Regions from separate parts of the Zea mays genome. Here region 1 is linked to region 2. A link is a contact called in public Hi-C data. All regions are on one chromosome and are shown on one strand. Each heading gives the region's core, a stretch centred on a gene start, on an enhancer-like site or on the middle of the called end of the contact. The rest is flanking DNA. Distances are from core to core; before and after follow the strand shown.

Region 1 (4,694 bases), core at 559-3,058, 240 kb after region 2:
CTAATCCCTCCCTTACTCCGTGCTTCTTTGTGAACTTCAAGTGTAAGGGCGAGAGGCTCCAAGTTGTGGAGATTCCTCGCAAACGGGATTAAGAAAAGCAAGCAAAACACTGTGGTATTCAAGTGGGTCTTTGGACCGCTTGAGAGGGGTTGATTGCAACCCTCGTCCGTTGGGACGCCACAACGTGGAGTAGGCAAGTGTTGTCTTGGCCGAACCACGGGATAACCACCGTGCCATCTCTGTGATTGATATCTTTGTGGTTATTGTGTTTTGTTGAAGACTCCTCTCTAGCCACTTGGCGATTATTGTGCTAACACTTAACCAAGTTTTTGTGGCTTAAGTTTCAAGTGTTACAGGATCACCTATTCACCCCCCTCTAGGTGCTCTCAGGTATCGGGTCGCGGGTACCCATTGCCATCTCTAGATTGGTGGATGAACATACGAGAGCACGCGAGGGTTTAGAGTGGTTCGGGCCGCCGGAGCGTAATACCCTACTCCACTGTGTGATGTATTGCTTGAGAGCTTGTATGAACTTGTGAGTGTTTAAGAGAGCCTAGGGTTGGATCTGCCTTGCAACGTCGCATGCCTCCCCTTTTATAGCTGAAGGGGGGCATACACAAAGGTACCGAGCCCCGACATGTGGGCCTAGGGACATAACGAATATAGCGCTTGGAGCCACAAATGCATGCTGCTGGGTCATTCTTCTTGGGCCCCGACATCCGAGATCTGCGTATCCTTGGCGTGCAGGGGAAGCTTCTTGCAGAAGGGATAACGAGCACAGTCCGCTGCATGGCATGGGCGCGCTGTTTGATGGTAGATTGGACAGGCACGCCGTCTGACACCGTCTGCCAGCGGAGAGGACTGGACGCATTAAATGCCGAGAGGGCACATCGTTCGTTGGTTTGGTAGCAGGCGACACGTCCTTTCTGCAATAAATGCAGTGGCTGCGCGGCTCCAGTAGCCCGACGTCAGACTCCTCCCGTCGGCTTACATCATGGGCCACAAGCCATGCGGCAGTAGCGGGTCCCTGCCTTGGTGGGGAGCGCGGTGCAAGCTCTGGACACATGCCAGCACCGGACCCCTTCCAGGGCAGGGCCCGGGTATTTCCTGCCCCAGGGTCCGGGACTCGGTGGTGAACCGTCCGAACCTCACTCGGAAGGGTCCGGGATCTGTCCCGGAGGCCCGCTCGCCATGCACGGGGTCCGGTGCTTCCCACGTAGCAGGTCCAGACCTGCTGCGTACATCTGGAGCACATCCTTTCCCTTGGCCACATGGCGACCCCCAAGGCGACTGAGATTGCGCGACGGTGAGCCGTTTACCACGCAACCATAGACTTCACTGCCGGCACAACGTCTTTTCCTTGTAACAGGGGTACCCCTGTTTCAAGGTACCGACAATATTAGTATTTGGTTTAAAACCTACTGTTTGTGTAATATATCATTTAATAGACTTCAATCTTTATGAGTATGGATGATTTGATGGATGACTTTGATCCACATGTATATGGGAATTTAAACCCACACATCTACTTGGGTGACCCGATTTGGGTGACCCGACCGAATTGTTTTTTTTTGTCGTGGGTTTGTGTGATAGCAATATCATGTGGGAATTTATCGATTCCCATCTCTAGTCAGCCAAATTTAGACCTTAATAAGGTGAGGAGGAGACATGATCTGTATTTCGTACAACATAAGTTCTTTTTAAATTAAAATCTATTTGGTGAAACAAAATCTTGTGGCTAAAAGATGCCTTCCCTTGGTGCTTTGGCTTAGCATTTCCCCGTACTACCGTGTATGGTATGGCAACCCCTGTCGGTTAATAGTTCCTCGCGGCTGGATTGACGGCCCAGATCTCCTCAAGAGCGCGTTCCCGGCACGGCACCGACGGCGACGGGCACGGCCTCGAATTAAAAACTGCCGTTGGGCGACTCCGCGTGGCCCACGGATCCACCGGAGAGATCTGGTCTGCCATTCCCTCGCTCCTTCCCGTGAACCACAAACCTAACGCGGAGCGGCGCGGGCCGGCCGCCGGGCGAGGTGCGCGTAGCTGCCGTCGATTGTCGCCGGATCCATCCACCATGGGCGGTGGCAACGGCCAGAAGTCCAAGATGGCCCGCGAGCGCAACTTGGAGAAGAACAAGGGGGCCAAGGGTGCGCGCCTCTTTTCTCTCTTCCTTCAACGACCCCCCTTCCGCTTCTTGGATGCTATGTGTTCTCTTCGAGCCATTGCTCTGGGAGGGCGCTCCGATCTGATGGATCTGCGTGTTTCCGCTGTGCAGGGAGCCAGCTCGAGACCAACAAGAAGGCCATGAGCATCCAGGTACCCTGTCTAGATCCGTGTTTTTGCTCTTACGTTTTGGTGTCATTTGGTGGAATTTCTTGATGGATTGGTGGTAGGGTATGTTATGCTCATAGAATCCGCTGGATTAGGGACTGTATCTGTATTAGATGAGAGTTTCTTTTCCACGGTTAGGATCAGTTGTGAATTTTTTCTGTGGGAGATACTACGAGCGATGTAAGTTTCAATAGTGCTATGTGGCTATTGGTTTGTACTGCTCGAATTTGGAGGCTAGAAACAAGGTATGCATATGATGTATCTTTAGGGGGTGTTTGGTTTTAGAGACTAATTTTTAGTTCCTCCAAATTATTCTACTTTAGTCACTAAATTGTCAAATATGGAAACTAAAATAGAGTTATAGTTTCCATATTTTGCAATTTATAGATTAAAGTGGAATAAAATTGAGGGACTAAAAATTAGTCCCTAGTAACCAAACACTACCTTATACATGGCAAAGAACATAACCAGTCATAATGTCATGCTTTCCCTTAATGGGGCTTCTCCGATCAGTCAAGCAGGCAACACTGTTTATGTGCCTAGTTTTATTTGCAGCCCAATCTTAGGGCATGTTTGGATACCATGTGCTAACTTTTAGCTCAAAATAGCCACAGTGCATCGGGAGAGGAGGGCTCATACTAATAGGTGGCGAATTTCTTAGCCAAGTCCTGAACTAGTTGTCATCCTACTAGCGAACCATAGCTAATTTTTAGCCCCAACTACTAACTATCCATGTGTTTCCAAGCAGATCCTTATGTTTGTTCATTGGGTACCAGTCCAGGGGTTGGCTTAGCTTGTGCTTACTGCCTTGTTTACAAATATGCTTATTTATAATTTATTATGTCGATTGATGGAAAATCAGTTATCTGTAGCGAAACTTGGCTTTAGAAATGTCACTACTGTACTAACCCTAACTATTGCCCATGAAAAACGACTTAGTCTGTTTGGTTTGCCTGTGCAAACTGTTCTACATCAGGCACTGGACTCCCATCCAATGCTTGGAATTGGAATTCGAACTGAACCTTGACTGTGCTCTATTTTCTTCTCTAGGCAAAACACCAACTGTCTCCGCTTTTCTGAACTGTTTGATGTTTTGAATCTATTTGGGGCTTCAACTTATTTCAGTGTTATGGATCCCTAAACTCATCAAACTGTAGATGAGTCTAAATTTAGTTTAAGTGTGCCACTTAGAAGTCCAAAATCTCATTAATCCATGTGTGCTTGCCTACATGACTGCCTCAACTTGGCATATTTTAACTCGTTTAGTCACACATTTGGGCCTATAATTGCATTTTAGTAGTTAGGGGACATTAGATAGCACCATGATGGAACACTGTTTAGCACCAGTAGTTCCATGCAATCGACATAATAAATTATAAATAAGCATATTTGTTGGAGTTCGCGTTTAATAGAGGAGTTCGGAATTTCTAGATGTACTGATACCGTGGAACACTGAAGTAATTCTGCAAGTTTCTAGTCTCGGTTGCATGTTTTCACAAGCTAGCGCCTGAAGTATCTTACTGATTCGGATTCGTTTTGGCTAACCCCTGAACACAGTGCAAAGTGTGCATGCAAACATTCATGTGTACCACGACTGAAGTGAAGTGCCGGGAGCACGCCGAGGCCAAGCATCCCAAGACAGACGTGTACCAGTGCTTCCCCCATCTGAAGAAGTGAAAGGCCTGAACTTAGCAACCAGTGCTGGTTTGGTCACTACGATCGGGCCAGGGGGCGTTCCTTGTGTTGAGGGTGTTCATTCCGTGTTATCTTCCCGTCAGTCATGCGTCCTGTCCTATGTTAACCTACATAAGAAAGCGATGTGGTGTCCACTTCTAGTGAAACTACTGTCTGCTGTTAAAACCTGGTTGGTTTCAGAACGATGATTTTCGTGTGCAAAACAGATTACTGGTCCGTGGGAGTTGGGCCAGTTTGCATTGTCTTAGTATGTGCCTCCTGCCCAGCGCAAGAATTCCTTTGCAAATACAATTTTTCGTAGTTTTAGATATCCCTGAGGCCTTGTTCGTTTGTGCCGGATTGGTGGGTTGGAACGAATTCTAACCGGATTGTTTCTCTAATTTATATAAACTTTGATTAGCGGGAATAATTCCGGGTGCAATTCGACACAAACGAACAAGGTCTGACCTTAGTAGTATTCCATAAACATGCATGTGTGTTATGATGTCAGTTATGTACTTTTCCAAATAGCTTATTAGTCCATAAACGTGACACGTTTGAGCTAGAGAAAAAAGGGCCTTTTGAAGAGCCTCTTAGATTGGATCTGCAAATATTATTATCTTCTAGTCCAATATAAGAAAAGCTAGTCAAATTTATTATACGCTTATATAGAGATGCAGTTGATA
Region 2 (4,360 bases), core at 1,730-4,229:
GGCGCGCACGCGGACGGTTGATGACCTCCTTCGTGAGCGGGACCTCTTTTTGGAAAACGGCCATGACCGGCTTCTCTAGGCTCAAACGTACACCCAACACCAGTATGATGACCACCATTGCGACAGGGAGTTTGCGGTGAGCGACTAGGTCTGGTTGCACCTTCTCCACATCCAGGCCGCGTCCTTGGTACATCGCCCCAACGTCAAGCTGGGTACCCAGTATGCTAGACCGTGCTAGGTGTTGGAGCGTGTTGCAGTGGCGGACTCACCGCCCGGCTAGCCCTGGCGGCTGCTCGGGCTCCGCTGCCATATGTTGTGGAAAGATATACATATTCTAAAGGTGAAACACAGTTTGGTGTAGGCAACAATGGCCAAGGCCTGACTCACAATGCAAACGTCCAGGCTCTCCAAATTTTCTAGGTCCGCCACTAGCGTGTTGGGACTGTGGCATATCGCCTACACCTGCCCGAGGGCGCCCGTCTACACGACGTGTTTCATGTTAGTCTCCTCAAGCCATTTCATGGTGCACCTCCGGAGGGACCCCTTCCCTTACCGATACTGGAACAAGGACGACTACTTCCAGTTCCCCAGCAGGTGTTGTGCACCAAGCTCCGCCGCGGCATATGGCATGGAGTCATTCACTAGGCAGGACTGTCACCAGAAGAAGCTACATGGGAACCTTTGGAGCAATTCAAGGCGTCTTATCTCGTTGTCCAGCTCGAGGACAAGTTGTTTTTGGAGGCCAGGAGAGCTGTTATGACCGGCATCCCATATCAGCATCGCCATCGCGATACAAGTGGCTAGAAATGGCGTCTAGGAGCAGTAGTTCGGGAGCCCAGCAGCCCTAGTTAGAATTAGTTAGTTTGTTTGGATAACAATTGGTTTGTTAGTCTTGGATAGAGTTGGTTAGTTTGTTTGGTTGGATAAGCATTGGTTTGTTAGTCTTGGATAGAGTTGAATAGTTTGTTAGAGGCTGCTATCTCAGCCATATAATATACTCCTTCGGTTAATGAATGAATCAAGCAGACAAGTATCTTGCTCGTGCTTTCCCCCTTCGCCTACTATTCACCTGCGATGAACAGTACCATGCTTTCCCCAAGAAGCAGCCCTAACCCTAGGACGATGGCGCCCAAGCGCTAGGGTCACCACTTGTACTACCTCTGTAACCCTAGTTCCAATAGTTATATAATGATACAAAAAAATTAATGCATTGTTTGTAATACCAAACAACACTAAAATGGTTGGGAAAATTGAATACGAAAATATCATTAGAGATTTTATTTTGAAGAACACTAGAAGAATAATGCTTTCTAAATGAAGATTATGTAACCGATACAATATTTATTCGCCATTATATTATATGTACATGTATACATACTATTACTTAATACTTTTTGCTGCGTTTTGGGCAGGCCACCCAAAATACCCGGAGTCCGGGATGGCCCTGACTGAATTATGGTAACTACCAATTGCCCACTTGTTTAAAATGATCGATCTACAACTAGGACTAGGATTTCAGTTCTGTAAATTTTAGTGACAAGACCAATCGTATGCTAGAGAAAAAAGTAACCTTGCATATATTGTCTACTGCACCTTATCCTTAGTTATTATGACAGCCCTATTTCCTTCTCAACACAACTGTTGAATTTCAGATCCAACAGTAGAACACTCAAATCTGCAACCACATTTAAATTACAGATCATGTTAACAGCTCTGAGTACTTGTAGATGATTGATCACCATCATCCACAAATGTATCACCATCAGGGCGGCCCATGCCGCACCACCTGATTTGGAAAGATTAATCCAATATGCGTTCCTCATGTTCTAAATAGTGCGATGATAAGTGACAGAGCACAGTCACAGCTATCAAAAGTTTTCGAGTATCGATAAGAGTGGATCCTTCCAGAAAAGATGCCCACACGCTACTCTAGGAGGTCCTACTCTAGTCGCAGACACAGAGTGGACCACGAGCCATACATGTTGACAGCCATATACAGTACAGGATTTCTGTTCCACGTCCTTCACAGGGCTCTAATTCCCCGAAACCGAAAAGTTGCCGTCATGGGGACGGGGCTAGGGGGGGCCGTGCTGGTACCTTAGTTCCTAGAGTCTAGAGAGCGTAATATAGCTCAACTCACCAAAATTAAAGCACAACAACAGGGAAATCAGGAGCTGCCACAGTGGATTCGTTCCCCTGTTCCCGATCGTGATAGTATGGATTGTGAGCAGAGCAGGAAGCATAACAATACAGGTAAGAAAAAACAAAGGGGAATTTAGCACGAGCGAGCGAGCGAGCAAGGAAGCAAGCGGGGGGGACTAAATTGAACGAACGAATTGGATAAAGTTACCTTGGGGACGCGGAGAGGAGCACGAGCTTGGTGAAGAGGTCAGGCCTGGAGATGGAGGCGAGCGCGCCGATGACCGCGGAGACGGAGTGGCCGACGTAGATGCAGGAGCGGACGCCGAGCTCCTGGAGGATGGCGAGGAGGTCGAGCGCGTAGCCCTCGAGCGTGGCGTAGCGGGAGAAGTCGAAGTAGTCCGGGTTGGTGGGGCCGGCGCCCATGGTGTCGAAGAGCACGACGCGGTAGTCGGCGACGAGGTGCGGCACCAGGTGCTTCCACACGGACTGGTCGGTGCCGAAGCCGTGCGCCAGCACGATGACCCCGCGCTTCCCCTCGCCCACCACTCGCAGGTTGTGCGCCTCCTCCACGATCCCCATGCCGCGGGGTTGGTTCCTCGTGGGGACGCGCTGGGCGGGAAGGGGAGAGGAGGAAAGACCGGGAGAGGAGGAAAGACGGGGAGCAGAGCAGAGCAGAGCACAGCACAGCCGCGGAAGGGCAGTGAGAAACGGGATTAGTGGCGGGCGTTTTAAGGCGGGGGCGTGGACGGGGAATCTGCCGGTCGGGGAGGGGAACGAACGCGCGCGGACCGGACGGACGCCCCTGCCCGCTGCTGCTGCCTGGGCTTCGGCGACAGGGGTGCTCGCTGACGGACTGGGTCGCTCGGCGGGGCGGTTTGGTGGGGGCGACCGCACCGGACCGGACTGTTGTTGCCACTTGGTAGGTTTCCTCTGCTCGGCCTCGGCGGGCCTTCCCCTGGGGGCCCCACTATTTTAGTTAACGGAATACTAGATGTAGATGGATATCGTATCGCCTATACACCCTGGAGTTGCCATTGCCAGTTTGCCATTACATCCTCTAAAATATCTGCAAATTGCAAATGCGTGCTCGTACGTCGGAGCGTACTGGTTCATTTGAGAGAACCGAGTCAACTGACTTCGCGGATTTCAAACTGAAAACTATGGAAGAAAAAAGGTTAAAACACAAGAAAATAAAGTCCAAAAATCATCAAATTATGCAGATAGCTTGCCTGCCTCATGTAGGTATTACCGAGAGATCCTGTGTGCAAAGGTTTAAGATTTTTGTATGCATCTCATTCCCTAGATCGAGCACGACGATCAACAAAAACCGACCAATCTTAAAGAAAAATACTAAAATGTGGACTTCAGAAAAAGAAAAAAAATAGAGTTTTTAAAGGACCAATTATGCGGGATCGTTCGCTTGGAATTAAAGCCAGTTATTTAAATGTAATTCATAGAGATCAAAACACTATAAAAACAGTAGAAGTCAATAGAGATTAAAGTCAAACGAACATGTTGATGCTTTAGTCTAGCTCTGCTCATCATGTACCCCTATCAGTAGGCGTCTTGGTATCTAGGTTAAAATACCTAATAAAAAATATAGAGAGAGTACATGCCTAACAAACCTCTACATGTTTTTTAGCCATCTTTTAATTCGTCCTCCGGTATTTTAGCCGTTTGATCGAAGTCTCCGTATTCAGTTTTCATCACTAACTACTTCATCCTCACGGTCACCACTCACCACACCGATCACCTTGGTATATACTCAGGACCTGCATATTCATGATTTTTTAAGAGATATATTGCACAACACACACCAACTCAACACCTTATTTAGTCTAAATTCTGTTAGAACCAGCTCCACCAAAGCTTGGCCATCTCACTAGGAAAATCGATCCTCATCCGTGACAACTTATTTAGCTGCATTTATACCCATCATAATTTACATGTGCTAGAGTGAATTGAAGAGAATATGAGTCAATTTTCCATTCCAAAACATATGAATTGAGATGGATTCATATACCATATGTTTGGTTGCCCGCTCGAGCACAACCAGGCTCTGCACACTGTGTTTGGTTGCCTATACGAGACAGACCAGATCTACATATGTTGGTGCAATTCAAGCCAAATCGAGCAGCTTTGGCTGCATCCACGGACGAGCTAGGCTACAACAAGTCAAATGCTGGACATGTAGGGATCCGATCGCGTGGATATGAGT

What was found. Hi-C and Micro-C count contacts between places; a contact is called where the count stands out from the background.
Region 1: a contact with region 2 is called in a Hi-C map of leaf, with 3 times the contacts expected there. The contact joins the promoter of LOC100274949 here to the promoter of LOC100194211 in region 2. A contact is called at or near these places in 3 of 25 Hi-C or Micro-C datasets (endosperm and leaf).

Annotation. Positions count from the first base shown.
Region 1 is chr1:77,559,410-77,564,103 of Zm-B73-REFERENCE-NAM-5.0, forward strand. LOC100274949 (zinc-binding protein) reads left to right here and starts at 1,809. Exons shown (of 3, transcript NM_001331213.1): 1 at 1,809-2,150; 2 at 2,279-2,319; 3 at 3,892-4,266. The coding sequence starts at 2,078. The coding sequence ends at 4,011.
Region 2 is chr1:77,322,488-77,326,847 of Zm-B73-REFERENCE-NAM-5.0, forward strand. LOC100194211 (Sigma factor sigB regulation protein rsbQ) reads right to left here and starts at 2,980. Exons shown (of 2, transcript NM_001139253.2): 1 at 2,351-2,980. The coding sequence starts at 2,721.